2 separate regions of the Drosophila melanogaster genome follow, and region 1 is linked to region 2. A link is a contact called in public ChIA-PET data. All regions are on one chromosome and are shown on one strand. Each heading gives the region's core, a stretch centred on a gene start, on an enhancer-like site or on the middle of the called end of the contact. The rest is flanking DNA. Distances are from core to core; before and after follow the strand shown. Region 1 holds the start of fabp (fatty acid binding protein). Region 2 holds the start of sals (sarcomere length short).

Region 1 (4,995 bases), core at 1,834-4,333, 120 kb after region 2:
TTATAACTAAAACTAATATAATTTTGATTGCTGTGTCTAAGCTTACATTTCGTCATTAACCTAAGCAACAACAAGCTTAAAAGCGAAGTGTAAAAGAAAGTCGGAATGTTTTAAAAGCACTTCAAGTAATAGTTTATTCAAATGCATTCGGAAATTGGTCCCCGAGTACGAGGAGTATTCCCACATACACCGACTGCGGGTGTACGGGTGCGATTATAAATTAACATTGGGCAGAGCGTGCAGTTCCATTTGATTTGGTTTAGTTCACTGTTAGTCAACAAGAATATTGGCTATCTGAGTTAGTTTTAATGCATGTAGTCGTATGGATATTATAGTTTTAGATCAGTCTCTTAGACGGCCTTGTAGACGCGCACGCACTTAACGTTGCCGATGGTGAGGGTCTGTGGGGGAGGCATTGGATCAGTTAGGTGGGTGTGATGATATACGGCAAGGTATAGTAAGCGCTTACGGTGATCAGCTCGTTGTCGGTGAACTCGCGGACGATGGTGGTGGGCTTGTCGCCCTTCTGCTCCTGCGTCAGCTTGTTGCCATCCAGGGTGATGATGCTCTTGACGTTGCGACCGTCCAGGGTCTCCTCGTCGAACTCAACGCCCAGCTTGAAGCTGATGGCAGAGGTCTTGAAGGTGGAGGTGGTAGTCAGGGTGTAGGTATCGCCCTCCAAGGTCACCTCCACTGTGGGGCTCAGGCTGTTGCCCATCTTGCGCGTCACCAGACCGACGCCTGCAAGTGGAAAGGGAAAAGAAATTAATGAAGTTCCATCTCACGAGAATGTAAGGAAATCAAAGATCGCACCGAAAGATGAATGATGGGGCAGACTGCACATAATTGAATTAGCCCAACAAAGTTGGGGACCCCAAAGCGCTCACAATGCAAATCATATCATATTTAATTAAAAATAATAAAGCCGAGCCATGAAGTTCCCTGCAGATTCCGTTCCGCTGTAACGTCAAAAGTCGTGCTCAAGGTTAACGAACAATGCGGGCCGTCGTCTCCTCCCTCATCCTCATCTCCGCTCTTATCAATTGGCAAGCCCCTCCATGCATTTAAATATAGATCTGGCAAAGCACCACCTTATCTCGGTGCAGCATTCCATATATACATATGTTGTTTGAGGGCAGAACTGTGAATATAAATGCCATTCAAGCAGTGTAAATATATATTTTACTGGCTTAAGTGGTCAAGATCCATTTTGCTGACGTTCCAAATCGTAAACCTTTGAAGTGCTGATAATTACCATCGAAAGATAAGCAAAGCAATTCCATCATTAAATGATAACTTAACGATTGTGAACAATCAATCGTGTTTAAGTACTAAAATTTGTCACTTAATTTTATGGGACTTGTAATTACTGAAATACTATATGCATGCACGTAGCTGTATGAGTAATTTTGCATTTATATTTTTATTTGAAAGAAGTTTCGCCAAATGAAACGTTGAATCAAAAACAAAGTGTGAATCACTGGTACCTTACGAATGTGCCAGCAAATAGGGCACATGTATTATTTCCAATCTAGTACATTGTCAGACATCAAACCAACAAGTGGTCCAATCAATTATGTTCAATTATGTATGGACCACCACCAACTTGTTCTTTTGTCCAGTGCCCTCAAGTCAAGTGTCAACTGGCGTGGCGCGATAAGTCGCCAGGTTCCCACTCATGGGAACCCAGCAACTGTACCAGAGATCGATTTATATGCATCGTATATGACAGGAGAACCTTGAATAGATTAGACTGGCCTGCAATTGCGAACCGTGGTCTATGATAGGGGTGGCTGCCCAAAGTGCAAAATCCGTAATCGCGCCTAATTATCGTGCCTTTTGCGACATTGTATATACTACAAATGTGTGTACATAAATAGGCATATAGTTTATCGCATTTATATATGTACGACAACTGATAAGTGCTGCGAGGCCCCAACGGCAGGTTGATTTTAGATTTGTTTGGGCTTGAAAATTGAGAAGTACGTGGCTTTCGGACCAAGTCTACCATTAAACCGAAGCCGCAAAGTGTGTAGGCGAAAAGTTCTGACGAACTGGTGGTCTGGTAAATAAATCTGGACGCCCGTCTCTGGTTACCAAATGCCACTAGTCCCTATGGCGCGTCTAGACAGGAAGCGATGGTATTGATCAGTTTTAGTGGCACCATATAGTATAATCACGATTGCAATAGAAATTGCACTTTGATCGGTAAGAGAGTCGAATGTGTCCTATATGTAGTTTATATCTGGTGTTTCATTGTTGTCTAAATTGACAGCCGGGCAAAGATCATCGCAGCTATAAAGCTTGTAGTCTAGTGCAAAGTTCACTGCGAGACTTTCTCCCAAAATCTAGTACACAAATAGATAAAACCTGTCGCAAAAGCTAATGGCACTATGATGATTTCGGTCCCATGGAAAGCTGACGGAGGTGACTCAAAAAAGGGGAGCAAAGTTCAGGCCCCACACTTAATTAGTTTTTGGGTTTATGACTACCGCAGATAACCATTTACGGATTTTATACTGCTTGTCCTCCGATTCGCAACTGTAAAGTTGAGAAAGAGGGTGAGGTGAATAACTGGAGCACGTTTTTATTGCTGCAGATGTGCATCTCTTTCTCTGGTCCTATTCTCTATTGATTTTATCTGACACACACATACGCACATCAGCAGATTCAATGAGGTGTCAATTTATGCATGTAGCTAAACTATTTTAACAGTCGAATTCATTCATAATCTTCAGTTGATATAACATTTTCCGGAAGACATTTACTTTTTTCCCTCTCGTTTGGCCAATGAAACTTTTTGCACACTAGTGCGAAAAATGCCGGCCGGTCGATTTTCGGTGGCGTGTTTTCGGCTTCTTTTCTCTCCCTCCACTCCCGCTCTCGCTCTCTCGAGCACTTTGGTTTTCTATTTTTGATGCACTGCGAATTAGTTTTGGCAACTTACCCAGCTCCTTCATGTACTCATCGAAGTTCTCGGACTTGTCCAGCTTGTACTTCTTGCCAACGAAAGACATTTTTGGAATATTTGGTCTGTGTTCTGCACAAGATGTTCACTGTTGAAATTTTCTGAGCGAATGAAAAGCTCTGCGGCGTGCCGGCTGTTATATACTTTCGCGTTGCGGCTACGGCATTGCCAGATGCAAGTTAATGGCCTCTCGCTCTCATTTGATTCGCTCTCGTTCTGCGGCACGGCTTTTGCACGTTTCCTTTTTGTTTGTCTCACAAATTAAAAATTTAATGATGTGGCATCGGCTGAGCATCGGATTACCAGATGCAAAGCCAAGTACAGCCGCCAAGGTATCGAAATGTCGGCGCCAAGCCGTTGGCGCTCTTACAAAAAGCAGCTTTTTTAGGCGCTCTCCAAAAAAAATATTAACGGTTCTATGGGGGCCACCACTCCCCCTCACACCGCATATTGGTAATGGATCGGACGTGTTACTGCCACCCAACGTCTGACCAGCTCCTCCTGCTCCTCCCAGCACCCAAGCACCTTCACCTTGGCGCGATCAATTGGCTGCAGCCTTAATTGGTTCAAAAGCACCGGCCTAATAACGAACGCCACATTGTCATGCTGACAATGGAACTGCAATGTATCTCGCATTATACAGTCAAAACTTGCCTATTTTGGCGCGAACTTTAAACTTTTCTCCGAATTTCAGATTACGCATTGGGAAACCCAATGTGTGCAAGTAAGGAAGGGGAATTTATTTGAAACCCAGACTATCTCACTTTGTAGTACAAAATTATTATTAATATAATATCAAGATTTAAAATTTTAACATACATACACACGTATATTTTATTTAAAAGGATATCCGTTATCCAGGTTTCTGAGTCTCGACTGTTCGCCCCCCATATATTCCGAATTAGTAGACTTTTTTCTGTGGGTCAGTGGCACCATTAAAAGAATCTCCCGAGCTTCTACATTTTACCAATGTGTATAAATAATTTTCGACACAATTCGTTTATATTATTGTTATGAATAACTCTTGATAAGTCGCCGGTGAATTGTAATCTAATCGAGGACTTCCTTCCACCCATGGTCAGGCAATGCAATATTGAGATTACCCACGATCTCCATAAGCCTGCCCATCCCGTGGGAGGGCCCACCTACATGGATACCGACTTGTTTGTTGCTAAGCGTTATCTTATTAATTCAATTAGTCCATGATCCCGCACCCCCCTCACCGATCATCCTTATTATTGCATTGATCGTCATAAATAAAAGAGATTACGGGGGTTTGCCACGAAACATACTTATGTACATAATATGTACTACATATATTATTTATGTATACCAATAATAAGTAACGTCTTGATCAATACAAAATATGATATACTCTCAGTATATCTTTATATATATACTTCTTAATGTGTATTATTTACTGGAGTGGAAGAGCCAGTCGAGCTTTTTTAGTTTCGCCAGTGACTTGAATTTGACCGACGAGATGTGGGCCCTCCAGGTCAGTCCCCGATTTAGATGAACTCCTAGGTAGCAGTGCGATGTGACATTGTTTCCATCAAAAGTCAGATCTGTGCAAGTTCCGGGCCGCAGGGTAAAAGTTACACAGGCTGACTTCGAGGAGTTAATGGCCACATTCCATTTGGCAGTCCATTTTTCGACTGCATGCAGCCATTCCTGGACTGCGTTGAAGAAACATGCATTTAGTCATTCGGAAACTTTAAAGCCCGAAAGTATGCAGCACAAAATCGTAATATCAACTTTTCAAAAAACCTCAACTAACAGCTGCGCTCAACTAGTGCGGTAAAGTAGTTAATAATAAAATTTGGATTTGTAATGGAATGGACAAATAATGAGACCGTGCAACAGCTGTTGCGTTTGTAAAACTTTAGATACAACATCTATTATCTGATCCTAACTTTATAACTACAAAGTCCAAAGAGTCAACAGCTTTATCGGACATGTTAGAATAATGTTTGCCAGCACCATAAAAGTGTCGTATCATTGTTACACGTTGGTTACTACTGCAA
Region 2 (5,189 bases), core at 2,081-4,580:
TTCTATTTGTTTTTTGATTTTTTTTGTGTATGTGCCTCGCCTTGATAATTCTATTTTACGCGTATTTCTTTTCTAATAGATTTTTATGTATTTTTTTCGTCGCGAATTTGTTGCTGGGAATTTTATTCGTGGTCCGTTGCCGACGATGAGCAACAGCTGTTTGAGATACTTTCAATCCGATTCAATTCATTTCATTTCGTGTATATTTGGGTATGTTTCATTTTGAATTTTATTTTTAACTGAATGCGCTCATTAGCTTTGCTGGCTGTTTTTCTTGTTTCTGTCGCTGTTTCTACTAAGAGACAGAATGTAGGCCTTTGTGTCATAGTCATGGACAGGGACATTCACAGATGCCGAATGTGATGGAAATAGGAATGTAGAGAGGATATGGGGATGATGGCGGTCGGCAATGGGGACCGGGACAAATGCATCAACAAATCCCAACTGAGTGGAATGCTTTTGCAGGCTCTCACAAAAACGCCTACAGTTGCAGCCAAATGTTTAAATTCCAGGATATTTATAGCAATCGATAAAATCGAGATCATCCTATCCGTCAAGATAACAAGGTTTTCTTATAAACTTTCAACTTGTCAAATAATTTAAATAATTTGAACGAAAACGATGAAATGAAAATGCTTTGGGAATGTTTACTTTTCAGAAAAGTATTATATGCCGAACTATTCAACAAACATATTGTGCCATTTGCTGGTGATTTCCAATATTTCTTTCATACGAAAACCAATTACGATAGAACGAAAAATGTTTACATATAAAATGAATTTTAAATCAATTACTCATGGTCGAGAAAAGTTATAGCTTGACTTAATGCTGATAAAGTAAAGTGCAGAAGATGGAAACTATTCGCTCTTGCTGAGTTTTCTTTGGCTCGCGATTTTCCTCTGCCGTTTTTCTATGTATTTTTAATGACCTCATTCCTGGGCAGATTGTAAACAACAATTTGCAACTTTTCCTGCTCTAATTGGGCAAAAGGATAGCGAAACATTCCTCTCGCTTGCAACTGCAACTTTCTGTGACCACTATTATGTTGGCCGCCACTGTGCTGTGAATGTGAATGTCCAGCTAAACGCCTGCGTATGTGTGTGTGTCCGTCCGTCCGTCCGTACATATGCACTCCAATAAACAGCACAAACAAAAAGAACAACAGCAACAACAGCGTCGGTGTATGGGAATAGAGCAACAAAAACAATAACAGAAACGATTTGCTCTGCCACTGGCTGCGATATGTAAAAGGCGAAAATATTTAATTTTAGGTTCTTTGTGCCCGCCGCTGAGAGTGGAAAAAGTGGAAAAAAGTGAAAGACACTGGCGGTGAAGAGAAGCACCCAATTGGGAGAGACAAAACGGAACCAAATCGAAAGAATAAAAGGAAACATACATATCTCTGGCGCTTTCGTCTTTCGCCTTTTTTTCCATTCACTTTGTTTTGTTTTTATTCAACTGGCTCGTTTCACAAAGTAGACAGAAAAACGTACACAAAACTGGTTGTACGGACGGAAAAAAAAGGCCAAAAATTTGTGATAGAAGGGGCGCTCTCGGGGGTCAGAATGAAATCCGAATTCGTTTCATTCCATTGCCATTCCATGGCCTGGTCCAAAACCATCCAACCCCCTTCGTCGAAGCCCATCCCTCCCCCACATTCACCATATTCATTTCCATTCCACTCGTTTTGGGGCGATTGCAAATTTTTTTTTGGCCGGAGCGACGAACACTTTCTCGGTCTTTCCTGCATGGAGGCGTTAATTAAACATGACATGCAAATAAAAATTATACTTAGAAATACAGTCAAACTTCCATTGCAAGAATAACCGACGAAAGTATCTTTTCCGACGTCTATTTGGTTGCCTATCTGTCAGTTCCAATTTGCTTTGAATGCATTCTAAGCTGTTTCCACTCCCAGCTTAAGCGATGCTTATCGATTACTAATTAATGGTTGGCAATTGAATCAGATTCGTAAATTAGATCCATTGACCATTTGACAGCACACGAAGCAAGGGAAGTTATATCGAAGTACGACTGTATTTCGAACATTGCAGAGGATTCCAGAAGATAGTTAAGGCGAGGACGAAACAAAAATGCAATTTCAATTAAAATTGTTAATGAGACTGGCTAATTTGACGCAAAAGTTTCGCGGATCTGTGCTCAGAATGGCAACTAACAGCTAATTCCCGGCCATATTTCATCCTAAGATTGCCTGTCAACAAAAGTGCTTAAAAAAAAAACAAATATATCGGACGGGATATTTTGGGAACTGGCCATTCATAACGCCCCTCCAGAGAGATTTATTAGATCGATTGGCCAGTGACAAGAGCTGCGCATATTGCCGCCCAAATGTACACGAATCTGTGTCTGTGGCTATATGCTATATTTTTGGATATTTCACGGATTTTTCAGATTTTTATTATGTGTATTAATTGGTTCATTCGCGCTCGCTGCAGTTTTCGTAGCACGTTCGCGTCGTTGTACTATATATTGCACAGATATATATTCATATATATATATATATGTTGTATATCTCTTTGAATTGTACGTGTGTGCTGGTTGGGTCAGACACCCGCACATCACCACAACCGCAGGCACACACACACCCGCACACACACAGCCACGAACTCTGGTAGTGAATTTTCAGCAGCGAAGGCAACAGCAGCGCCTATGACGGCGTTTCAAAAACTAAATTCATACATTTTCCAACGCCACGGCGATGGGTGAAAAATTTGAAAATTTTCCCGCTCGCTCTACGAATTCCTCTCTCGTGGGATTTCGCTCATTATCTCTTCGTCGTATTTCGGTGAGCACAAAATGAAGTGAAATGAAAATTTTGTTGACCGACAGAGGCATATTTTTAGCATCTTTTTTGATATGTGGGCACGGTCTGTGGGGGTTTGGGGGGATATGGGGCGGATCCGCGGCGGATCCAATTGACCTTATGGCAGGTGCAGTTCAATGGAATTATTAATAGCCGGCTATTGGCTATGTGGCCCGTGTGCCCCAAGGATACAACCCCCTCGATATCCGCTCATCATTAGGGGCCTCTTATCAGGCGCCTCGCATTCAATGGACCACAATTACGCAAGTTTCTCGGGCGGCGTGGGCGTCGCAGCTAATTTCAGGGGGAGTGGGTGGTTTGGTGGATGGGTGGTTGGTGCGTCTTACCCTGTGATAGAAACCACTCGTCTAGAAAGTCCAAACCCATTAGTGCTTCTGTTCGATGGTCAGTTCTGTCCCAATGCGTTCGTTCTCTCCGAATCGCTTTCAATATTTACATTGTCTACCAAGTGGTTGCTTCCCCGTTTCACTCGCGTGTGCTCCACATTTCGGTGGAGCGGTGCAATCGATCGATCGATCGTTTGATCAGTGCGTATCTGTATGCTGGGGACCCCTTTATCGATTGAACTATTGCTAGACTAATTGATTGGTGATGATACTAATGAACTGGTAATATAAGCTGAATCAGTGAGTAAGCCTCTTATCACCTTATCAACGTAACATAATGTATGCCATTTGCATATCGAGTTTCCACAGGAGTGTTCGATTGAACTAATTTAATTTTGATAGCATTTTCGAATCGTTTTCGATAAAAAGAGTTACTGAGTTACTTGCTGCCGCCGAAATCAATCCAATAGCTGCAACAGAGCGAAAACAAATGATTAAAGTCTATGCCACTGCCGCAAATATTTATTTAACGTGCAATGTAGGTTATCAATGGCATGTTTTCAAATATTTCGTTTTTTTATACACATCTGCGCGAAAGCACGCCACTAATTGTTTTGCCTTGTCAGCATCAGCCGAAAAGTATGCCAAATTGAACGGCAAACATTCCCGCGCACACAAAATAGCCGAGAAATTTCCGCTTAAACGGGCCATTGCTATTCTTTTTTTTTTTTTTGCTGTCCGTCCGTCCGTCTATCTAACAGCATTTCGGCAATATTAATTATATATTTATTCATTTGGCAAAATACAGCGCATATGTATTGGGGGGCTTTAAAAATAGGCTTAAAGGCAATTGCGCTGTGGGTTGGAATGCCAATATGATGCGACTTCCCCCGGGGTCTTATTAATTCATCAGTCCCAAAATGCTCCCAGAATGGTTTCGTCCGCATGTGAGGATTGGCGGGTACTTTTGGACCCCAAAACCACTACGCATCACCTCGCATGGCGAGCCAATGTCAAATGGCTGGAAAAACCTTTCGATGCGCCGGGGTCGCCGACATTTTCAGCGCCGCGTGTCGTCCAAAAACTTCTGCCATCGAAATCGAATTTGACACAAATTAATTGCTATTTGATTTGACAAGTGCGAACGCGGGCGGGGGGCGATGGGGCGGTGGGTCGATTGTGCGGACACAAAGAGCAACAGCGGGGGTTATGTTTAAGTGTTATCATCTAGAAATTGCTTTATTTGTGAAATGTTAGAAGAGACATCTAATGAATACTGAATGAACTCCTTGGCGTTGTGCGTGGAGCCGAGCTCGTTGTGGCTTCTCTTAAACTCGTAAGCTTTGCGAGGACGATGAGGGCCCTCCAATCCAGCCTAGACCTTGGGCGCAGCTGGCGGGGATTGGTGCGGCTTTTGTGGTGCTGCCGCCTGTGGATGGACGTGGGGCACGACGGGCGCCGTGGTGCTGCTGACGCCTTCGGTGTCGTTTATGTGGGTAAAGTGCGGCCAGCTGGAGATCTCGGCGAACAGGCGGCCGCCAGGACACTCGGTATCCCGCACCTGTCGGTGGCCCAGCAGCTTGTAGGCAGGGTCAATGTAGCCCTTGAAAACGCCAAAGGCGATCAGGTTCTTGGCCGCATCCAGCATCTGCTTGGGCGGCAGTTCGGCTAAAGGGAAAATAAGGAAAAGTAATTAGTACGGAGTTTAAGAAGAAAATGAAGAGAAGGAAGAAGGCTCATTAACAACCTAATGAGTTTCCATGACTCTTTAAACGGTATTAAAAAGAAATCTATCCTCTTAAAGTTAGGAGTTAACTTACTTCTCCAATCTCCGATCAGCACAATGCCCACGCTCTTGTCATTGTACTTGGGTGCATGAGCTCCGATGACATTGAATCCCCTGCCGGTGTAAATCATGCCATCGCCGCCGATGCCAAAGCTATAACCAATATCGTTCCATCCGCGCTCCAGCTGATGGAAGTCCTGCATGTCCCGCATGCTCTTCATGCAGTCCGGAG

Evidence for each region. ChIA-PET counts read pairs in DNA pulled down with a chosen protein or histone mark.
Region 1: an RNA polymerase II ChIA-PET map of the Kc167 cell line shows a contact between it and region 2, with 4 times the contacts expected there. The contact joins the promoter of fabp here to the promoter of sals in region 2. A contact is called at or near these places in 1 of 1 datasets of contacts at CTCF or cohesin (the Kc167 cell line), 45 of 107 Hi-C or Micro-C datasets (the D17-c3 cell line, the Kc167 cell line, the ML-DmBG3-c2 cell line and 14 more) and 3 of 6 datasets of contacts at active chromatin or transcription factors (all in the Kc167 cell line).

What each region holds. Positions count from the first base shown.
Region 1 is chr3R:11,563,971-11,568,965 of dm6, forward strand. fabp (fatty acid binding protein) reads right to left here and starts at 3,084. Exons shown (of 4, transcript NM_001032008.2): 1 at 2,948-3,084; 2 at 470-741. The coding sequence starts at 3,017. sea (scheggia) reads right to left here and starts at 3,084. Exons shown (of 4, transcript NM_001032005.2): 1 at 2,948-3,084; 2 at 470-741.
Region 2 is chr3R:11,448,461-11,453,649 of dm6, forward strand. It overlaps sals (sarcomere length short), which reads right to left and starts at 3,331. Exons shown (of 8, transcript NM_001300359.1): 1 at 3,172-3,331. The coding sequence starts at 3,211. All of the region lies in intron 1 of CG17230, which reads left to right. PGRP-LB (Peptidoglycan recognition protein LB) reads right to left here. Exons shown (of 3, transcript NM_001260123.1): 2 at 4,992-5,189; 3 at 4,389-4,839. The coding sequence ends at 4,547.